3 separate regions of the Gossypium hirsutum genome follow, and all the other regions are linked to region 2. Evidence: chromatin contacts called from public Hi-C data. All regions are on one chromosome and are shown on one strand. The core of a region is the stretch at or near the end of the contact, and the rest is flanking DNA. Distances in the headings are between cores, read along the strand shown. Region 1 overlaps LOC107941903 (delta(12)-fatty-acid desaturase FAD2). Region 2 holds the start of LOC107938838 (TBCC domain-containing protein 1). Region 3 holds the start of LOC107888817 (transcription factor E2FA).

The links. A called contact is a pair of places that touch in the nucleus more often than the background predicts.
Region 1: a contact with region 2 is called in a Hi-C map of leaf, with 2.8 times the contacts expected there. The contact joins the enhancer-like site here to the promoter of LOC107938838 in region 2. A contact is called at or near these places in 3 of 34 Hi-C or Micro-C datasets (all in leaf).
Region 3: a Hi-C map of leaf shows a contact between it and region 2, with 3 times the contacts expected there. The contact joins the promoter of LOC107888817 here to the promoter of LOC107938838 in region 2. A contact is called at or near these places in 5 of 34 Hi-C or Micro-C datasets (anther, leaf and petal).

What each region holds. Positions count from the first base shown.
Region 1 is chrA01:54,256,088-54,259,267 of Gossypium_hirsutum_v2.1, reverse strand. LOC107941903 (delta(12)-fatty-acid desaturase FAD2) reads right to left here. Exons shown (of 2, transcript XM_016875531.2): 2 at 669-2,001. The coding sequence starts at 1,990. The coding sequence ends at 839. Among protein-coding and RNA genes, the nearest start is that of LOC107941903, 22 kb to the right of the region's middle. Within about 2 kb of position 1,692, at least 2 of the 9 cell types and tissues checked have an H3K27ac peak or open chromatin away from gene starts, as enhancers often do. A contact at or near this core is called in leaf, where this site is marked.
Region 2 is chrA01:54,512,342-54,515,314 of Gossypium_hirsutum_v2.1, reverse strand. It overlaps LOC107938838 (TBCC domain-containing protein 1), which reads left to right and starts at 1,446. Exons shown (of 8, transcript XM_041111740.1): 1 at 1,446-2,072. The coding sequence starts at 1,590.
Region 3 is chrA01:54,776,486-54,779,420 of Gossypium_hirsutum_v2.1, reverse strand. It overlaps LOC107888817 (transcription factor E2FA), which reads right to left and starts at 1,301. Exons shown (of 14, transcript XM_016813047.2): 1 at 860-1,301. The coding sequence starts at 1,147. LOC107888816 (a long non-coding RNA gene) reads left to right here and starts at 2,918. Exons shown (of 3, transcript XR_005925866.1): 1 at 2,918-2,935.

The DNA.
Region 1 (3,180 bases), core at 443-2,942, 260 kb after region 2:
GATTTACTTAAGGTTTTAGGTAAAAAACCTTAAGTTGCCTTTTGAAAAAAGATAGATTGTAAAGGTTAAACTTTATCTTTGAAAGGTTCGGATTTAGTGAATTTAAAAAATCCTTAATTGTGGTAAGCTAAGGTAGTAGATGTAGACAATTGGGGCTGAACCACTATAAATTTTTGAGTCTATTGTTTGCCATTTTTGCTTTATTTTTTTTAAACACCAATTAACCCCTCTCTTAGTGATTATTGATCCTTACAATCTTGATTATAGAAATTAATTTAGAATAAACCTCAAAATTTACATATGAATTTTAATTAAATGTGTAATATGTTACATCAACTTTAATTTGATATAATTATAAATATAAATTCAATTTTAACTCAATTATATATTATTATAATTTTGATTAAATTATACATATTTTAAAAGACAAATAAATTTAATTATTCTTAGTAAACGTAACATTTTATATACACAAAAAGCAAACTGAAAATGGTGCTATGTTATTAATTTATTATAATTGAAATAAAATCAAAATTTATATATATAAACACTTGTATAAAATCAACATCAATATTCATATATTATGGCAATAACTCAAACTGAAAGATCCTTTTTTTTATAAAACAAACTTAAAATCTTATTAGGTGTCAAGCTTGAAAGTAAATTAATTATTGCCAATCCATGCTGTGTATTTATTTCTACCATTATTTAATAGTGAACAAGATTATTTTCTGCAAATACAAAGCTAAAAAGTCCCAAAAAGGAAAACCAAGTATGTCGGCTAAAATATCCTTAAAACATCAACGACTAGAACATGCCTAAGGTAAAATGCAAATATTTAAAGCTTGTTTCTAAACCAAAACACACCTTTGTCCTTGTCGCCCTCATCTGGTTCAACGTAAAGACACTCCTTCGCCTCCCTCCATATCGCCTTATAGACAGGCATCCCATCGAACTGATAGTATTCCCCCAATATTGGCTTTATCGCCTTGGTGGCCGCCATTGCATGATAGTGAGGCATTGTAGAAAACAAATGATGAGCCACATGAGTGTCGGTTATGTTATGGAAAACCTTGTTTAAAATCCCATAATCTCTGTCCACAGTTGATAAAGCTCCTCTCATCCAGTCCCACTCCGAGGAATCATAGTGCGGCAAAGATGGGTGAGTGTGTTGCAAATACGTGATCATTACTAAGAAGGCGTTAACCACCAATAATGGCACCCCATAAACGCTAATAACCCAACCTACCCCTTTGGCCAACACGAGACGGTAGAGCGCATAGGCGACAGCGAGGACGCCGGCGTCAGAGATATAGATTTGGAGTCGTTCCCGGTCGGAAAATATGGGGCCGTAAGGGTCATAGTGGCAAGCGAACCTGTCGTAAGGCCGACCGGCAACGTTGAAAGCTAAGTAAAGCGGCCAACCAAGGGTAAGTTGAATGGTGATTGACAGAAACCGACCCGGTGGATTGTTGAAGTGTTTGGCCCACCATCTTAAACCAGATTTTTTCTTGGGAACGAACACTTCATCCCTTTCGAGGGAACCGGTATTGGAATGGTGACGACGGTGGCTATATTTCCAAGAGAAATATGGAACTAAGAGAGAAGAGTGGAGGATAAGGCCAACGGTGTCGTCAAGCCATTGATAATCACTGAAGGCATGGTGGCCACATTCATGGGCTATGACCCAAACGCCGGTCAAAATCCAACCTTGCATGGCCCAATAAAGAGGCCAAGCCACGTAGGAGAGAGGCTGAGGAAGGTTATGGAAGTAATTGGTGGCCACATAATAGAAAAGAGAGGCCAATATAAAGTCGTAAAGGAGATATGAGAATGAGCGTAAAACGGAGCGCTGGAAACAGTGTGGTGGGATGGCTTTCTTGATTTCACTCAGAGTGAAGGGCGGCTTTGAGTATGGAACTCGCTTCAGTGAGTTGAATTCGGATTTTTTTGGACTCGGTGGAACCGACATTCTGCCTCCAGCACCCATTGTTCCACACCCTGAAAAAATAAATGGATAGTGGAAATGGTTAAAAGAACAAACATGGTAGATTGAAAATTTAATAGAAAAATATCTGCTAAATAACCGACTAAACTTATTAGTCTCAATATAATCCACTTCACTAACCATAAACAAACCAAAATTATTATTCTCCATGTTAATTACTCAATTTTAATCTCTAAACCCCTACAAGGATACTAGTTGATAATATTCATTTTGATACTCGAACTTAACTATAAGGTTTAAATTAGTAGTTAAGATTTTTTTTTAATTAGATACTTGAACTTGACTTTAAAGTTTAATTTGGTACAAAACTTATTTTAGTCCAATTAGGCATCTGAACTTAACTTTTTGGTTTGAATTAGTACATGAATTTGGTTTTTAGTCCAAATTAATATGTACAATAAATGACTTATTTGATTCTAAAAAGAAAGACTTATTTGAACCAATTGGACCTATTAAGACAAGTTCAAATACTAATTTTAAACCAAAAGCAAAATTTAAGTACCAAATTGAACCTTGAGGACAAATTTAGGTACCTAATTAGACAAAAAAAAACCTTAGATACTAATTTGAACCTTAAGGTATATTTACCCTTTTTATAATATCATTAATTATTCCAAATAATTAACACTGCTAGCTATTTTAATTAAAACACTAAGGTAGATAAAGATCTATATTATTGATTAATACTTTTTATAAATCAACTGAACATCAACTCAAATAATGACTAAAATATCACTACTTCACAATGTGTTTTTGCATGTATATATATATATATATATATATATATTATTTAGAATACAAATCCTCTGCCCCAAGCTCTTGCCTCCACCGTGTCCCTCGTGTACTTTTTTTTTTCATTTTATATCCTATAAACATTAACAAAAAGTAAAAATTATCTTTTCAATTTTATACTAATTGTAAAAGAATTAAAATTGATAAGAAATAAAAATTTTAAACCAATTGATCATATATATTTTAATTTATAGAAAAAATATAAATAATTTAATATATTGAATTTTGATAAGATAGTTCTTAAATTAAATCTACAACATTAAACTAAAAACTAATTTTTTTTTTAGTATAAAAATTCGTATCAATGGAAAAGATTGCTTTTTGGGTATAATGAGTTTATTAAGTTTGAAATAAAAATTTATAACTTGTAAAATTTTAAA
Region 2 (2,973 bases), core at 197-2,696:
ATAAAACACATAAATATGTCAATTTTTCGCGCACCATCAACATTGTAGGTGGTGTGGAGAACCACTAATGATGAGGGTTTTAAAGGTTTTGAAGTGATATTTGAGAAAAATTTAAGTTGCAAATTTCGTTTTGTAATCCTGATTTCGGAAAAAAGAATTATTTATAAGTGAAAAATAGCTTGAATAGTCTCGTATTGTATGATTGTTTTATTAGTAGAGTCTAATTTAAATATAAATTTATGTGTAATTTAGATATATCTTGTTGTGACGAACTTTATAATTGGTGAAGAGAATAATAATGAAATTAGATTTAATATGATGGTTGTGTTTGATGGCATCGCGAGGAAACTCTTTACATCGTGCAGGATGTACATGCATGAGAGCCGTAGTAGGTACCCAGGCAGGGGTATAACAAGTGTAAGTAATTGGTCATATTATATGTATGGTCTTTGTACTATACGATCATTTATTTAATCCCTCCTCTAGAATTAATCATTTGTATTTTTTTTAATTTTTTAATATGTACATTTATGGTTTTTAGGCTAATTTATTTCATCAATTTCTTTAAATAATTTGGCATAATTTATTTTTTAAACATGTGACATATACTTTTTTTTATTATAATCTAAAAATAAAAATAAAAAGAGGAAACTATGTATAAATTTCAGGGCGAATTGCACCAATAGTCATTAAACTATGGATAAGTGTTTTTTTGTCACTTAATTAAAAAAGTTATAATTTGATCACTAAATTATTCAAAAAATTCTATTTAAGTAATTGAACTATTAAAAAGTTTTTATTTAAGTCATTTGGCAATTATGTTATTTTTTTTAAAAAAGTTTGAGTTCCAAGTAATGATTTGACAATTGATATGATAGATCAACACTCATTGACGAGAAGAATAATAGTTGTTTGAATTTTTGTTTACAGATTCGTGACGTCTAAAACTATTTCATGAAAAAAGCTGAACTATAGAAGACAAAAAAGAGAGAGCTTTTGATTGGTTTAGATAATGTAAATAAAAAAAGTCATATAATATCGATTTTAACAGCTCAGTGACTTAAATGAAAACTTTTGAATAATTTAATGACCAAATTATAGTTTTTTAATTAAGTGATCAAAATAAAAATTTATTCATAATTTAGTCACTAATGGTACAATTTACCCTAAAATTTATCGAACTATATAAAAATATTAAGGCTACATTACCGCATGTTTGAAAAACCATATCAAACTTTTTGACATAATTAATGGAAAAAATATTTCAGGATTGAAAATATATATTAAAAAAAAAAACCAAAGAGATTAGATATAATCCAATTATAATAGAAGGACTAAATCTAACAAAATGCATAATAAAAGGACCTTTCTATAAAATTTGACCTAAATAACTGATTGCCTCTACTAACGTTACATCCCAGTAAATCCAGCCACGTCAGCGGTTCCACCATACCCGATCCCACCTAACCGCACCCAACCACTCACTCTTCCCCTTCAACAACATCATTCATTGCTCGAAGATCTGCAGAACAAAACTCTTCTATTTCATTTTTTTCATTAGCAAAAAAAGCCTATCTTAAATCAAAGCGATGGCCGACCCCATAGAACCATCAACGTCATCGAGCGACCCGAATTCGATTCCAATACCGACCGCTATCTTACACCCGCGACGCGAGCCTTTCGAGCACGGTCTCCTAACAATCCAGAAGCTCATATTCAACGACCCCGTCCAAGCACTAACCCCTCTAAAGCAAAAATTCGCATCCCCCTCAACTCAACGAGTCGACTCGGCGGCCCTCGCTGAATTGCTACAGATCTCATTCGACCATTCGCGTCTCGTCCTTGAAACTCTCGCTTCTGTCCTCCACTCGGAACCCGACCCGCTCGTAACCGCCCTGCCGGATGATGTCGACTCCATTGGTGCCGATTTGCGTGATCTGATCCTGTTTTTGTATATTCAATCGTATAAGAGGCTTTTGCCGCGCTCGCACAAGGACTCCGCTGCGGTTGCCGATGTCTGGCCTTCCATGTCAGCATTCGATGGTTACTTGTCGGCCCTTTCGCCTTTGCAGGTAAGGAGCCTGACCCTTCGCTATCCCTTTTTTTTTTCTTTTTTGGTGAAATGTGTTTTTTTTAATTGAATTTGTGGTTATTGGAACTTAGGTGGTTATTGATTTAATTTCAATGTCGTTTATACAATTATGGTAGATTGATGGTTACTTTTAGGAAAATAAACGCCTTTGATGCTGTGGGCTTATGAAATTCGCGAAAAGTTGACTCTTGCTCGGCATTGGGAAAGAACAAATGTGATTCTGTTTTGACTAACGGAAAGATGTCTTCGAGGATTTAATCTTTTAGATAACTGAGGCTATGTTTGGTTTTGGAAATAGGATGCAAAATCTCTTAGTAAACTAAAGGCAATAATATTTTTGAAGTATTAATTTAACTTTCAGATGCCAACAATGCGTGATATATGTTTATATGGAACAATTATGTGTGAGTTTGCTTAACATTTTACCATTATTTTTTTTATTGATAAAATAGGATTTTGTTTTAATTTTTTGTAAAATTCCATTTGGTTGATGTTTTTGTCGCTTGCTTTTTGAAGCAAAAAGGATGTGCAATGCATACTTCTTGAACAATGCATTTATAAAAACAATAATTTTAATAAATTAAAGTTAAAATACAATTCCCAATGAGGCCTTGGCCCAAATGGTAAAGGCGGAGGCCTTGGGTCCCAGGTTTGAGACTTACCATGCGTAATTATATGCGTAGGTGTTTGAGTCCCATCTGTGCAGTTGTCGTGTGAGTTTTAGTCGAGTTTCTTAGCTTTCGTATAATTTTATGCATGGTGTCTGAGTCCCATCATGTGCAGTTGTCATGTGTGAGTTTTAGTCTAGTTTCTTAGCTTTAGTATGGATTGTACTAGTTCTTAGTCTATTTGTGCTGCAATGGTTCGATTCTACTTTGTGG
Region 3 (2,935 bases), core at 52-2,551, 260 kb before region 2:
ATAGTGATTCACTTGTTATTAGGTGGAGGACAACAAGTGGAAAGAATACTTCATATATGAACATAGGTTTTGAAACAGATTAGCAATCATAATTTGTAGGGGGAAATTATGCAGCCAGAGTCAAAACAATGTCAACCGAATCATTTATCAAATAACCATCAAATCTGCAACATCCAAAGAATTTACAGACTTCAAGCTTTCTTCACATAGGGCATGGCATCTAACAATCTGTTCTAAACCAACAATGCAGCACATGCATCTTCTTCCTCTCCGAGTATAGCAAGTTTATTACATGAAACTAATATGCTACCAATTGCAATTACGTCTGAAATCCAAAACATTACAAACAAAAACCCAATAGCTAGATATTCACTTTCATCAAGTCGGTCAAAAGTTATAGTGCTAAAAACTAGTTTCTCAGAGCATGAAAGTGCATAAACCATCAAGTTTCAGCCATTGGATGATGCCGGCATCGTTAAATTTCAACTTAGTTCAGCAAAGAAGCACTTTATTCAGCCCAAAGCCCATTATACCATCAAATACATCATCAAAAACATAAATGCACTGCGAAAAAAATCACGTATTAAAGTACAAGCATAACAATTTCACCGCAGAGTCAAATAATGCTAATGATACTGATAATTTCAACTCCACTAAGTGAACAACAAAACTGGAGATTATCAATTGTCAATAAAAGTTGCAATCGAACAAAATATAACGATATATGTCAAATGAGAGTAAAATTATCGTTAAATAGAAAACATGTTGACAGTTGACTAACCACGCCATAACCACCATTTTTAAGGAAAAAATGTGAAAAACATTATTTGAAAATTACAAAAAAATAACAATAACTCACTGGAGATCTCACAACAATCGCTTCAACTTCTTGATCGGCGCTAATTCCACGAGTATTGTTACCGGTGGTTAAATTATTGTTACTATTATTAGAGGACAATCTATGATAATCATCCGGATGAACAAATGGCGGCTTCATCGAGGCGAAAGCCAGGTGGCGGCGTATCGGCGGAACAATCGAAGGAGCCGACGGAGCTGGTGCGGAGACGGCAGCCACAGAAGGAGGAGGATGCGGCGGCGTGGGGCAAGCGGAGGCTCGAGCCACACCGGACATTGAGGTATACGGCATAGAGATAGAGAGAGGAAACCAGAGAGAGAGAGAGGGGAGCGTAGAAATTCACTTGGAAAAAAGAGAAAGTGAGGGTTGGAGAGAAGGATGAGGGAAAGTTGCGAAGAGGGAAAGGGTTAAAGGAGGGAAAATGAAAGAAAAGAAATTTGAGAATAGAAAAATATTCTTTTTTATATTTTTTAATAACTTTATGTTATTATTATTTTCACTTATTTTTAATATATTTCCGGAAATATGAAAAAAAAAATTAAATGATTTTTTTTTTATGTTTGAATGAATAAAAGAAAAATGTAACTTATCATTTGGTTGTTCTTTTGATTTTTTTTCATATAAGAATATAGACATAAATACTAAAATATTATTGAATTTTAAATAATAAAATTATTAGTACAATATTAAAATATTGGTTTGTAATATTATTATTTCAAATATTAATATTTTACTAATAAAATTAATGTTAATTTTTTTAATATTAATTACATGAAATATATGTTTCAATCTAAAAAAATATTGTAATGATATGATTTATATTAATATAATAATTTATTTAAATATTAATTTATATCTATTTAAATAGAAACATTGACATAAATTTTAATTATTAATATTTTAATTTTTATCATTAAACTGTTAGCTTTTAATATTTTTTTTTCGACTAAAAGATCTGACTGCTATTTTATTAATGAAAAACAAGTAAAACAGAACTGGGCTAAGTCCATATAAGGAGCCCTACTAAAATTTCAAGCCTGCATATAAGGCAAGGTCGGCCTAAAGAAACAGGTCCATGATTCCTAAAAAAAAAAAATCGAAACAGAAATAAAATAAAAAATAGTTAACCTAATTAAATCTTATCCAGTCAAATCACTAACTGGGGCTTCAATGTGTTGTCGCTTCACGTCCTCTTCAGCATTATGACGGTAGCAGTTTCCAAGGGAAGCAATTGATTTCCTACTACCTTTTTCAAACAGTCCTTCACCTACATTTTCTTTCAATCTGGTTCTCTTGGTCTCCTCTCCTCTGATGCTTGTCGAACAAAATCTGGAAGCCCTCCTACCAGGTAATGGCTAACTCCTCTCTTCAACACTTCTTTTGCTAGAGTATGAGCGTAAAGATTTTCTATGTTGGGTATGAAGTGGAACTTTATCTCTTGAAATCTGCCTTTCTTATGCTGAATATCTCTGATGATCACACCGATGTTTGATTTGTCTATCTCTGTGTTCTGGCATTTTTTAATTACTGTCTTTGAGTCTCCCACAATTTCCAGTTTATTTAGACCCATGAATAACCCTAACTTGACTGCTTGTAATCCTGCATGCGCTTTTGCTAAAAATGGATTTGCAATTTTGGAGTAAATGATCGTTTTTGATGCAAGAATCCGTCCTTTCTCATCTTTTACAAACAATCCTGATGCTGATCTGAAAGTCTGTTGATCAAAGGCCGCGTCAAAGTAGATTGTGACTCTCGATCTTCTTCTTTCCTGTACAGCATTTCCAGTAGACTGAACGGTAAGTCTCTTCTCTTTAATCCCATTTAACTCAGAAATATAGCTATAAGTCTGTTTCGCAATGCCCTTCCCAGATACATTTACTTTATCATATATTAATCGATTTCTATTGAACCAAACAAGCCAAAGGCCGCAGCAAAAAAGACGAATCTGTTCAGTCGTTCCTTGACTAAAGATCCAGGCAAGCCATTCCCATATATTCTGATGATTACTATTAAGTATCCATGAGAGCTTTAACTGATTTCAGACCTCTCTTATCGTAGGGCACTGCTAAAAAATATGAT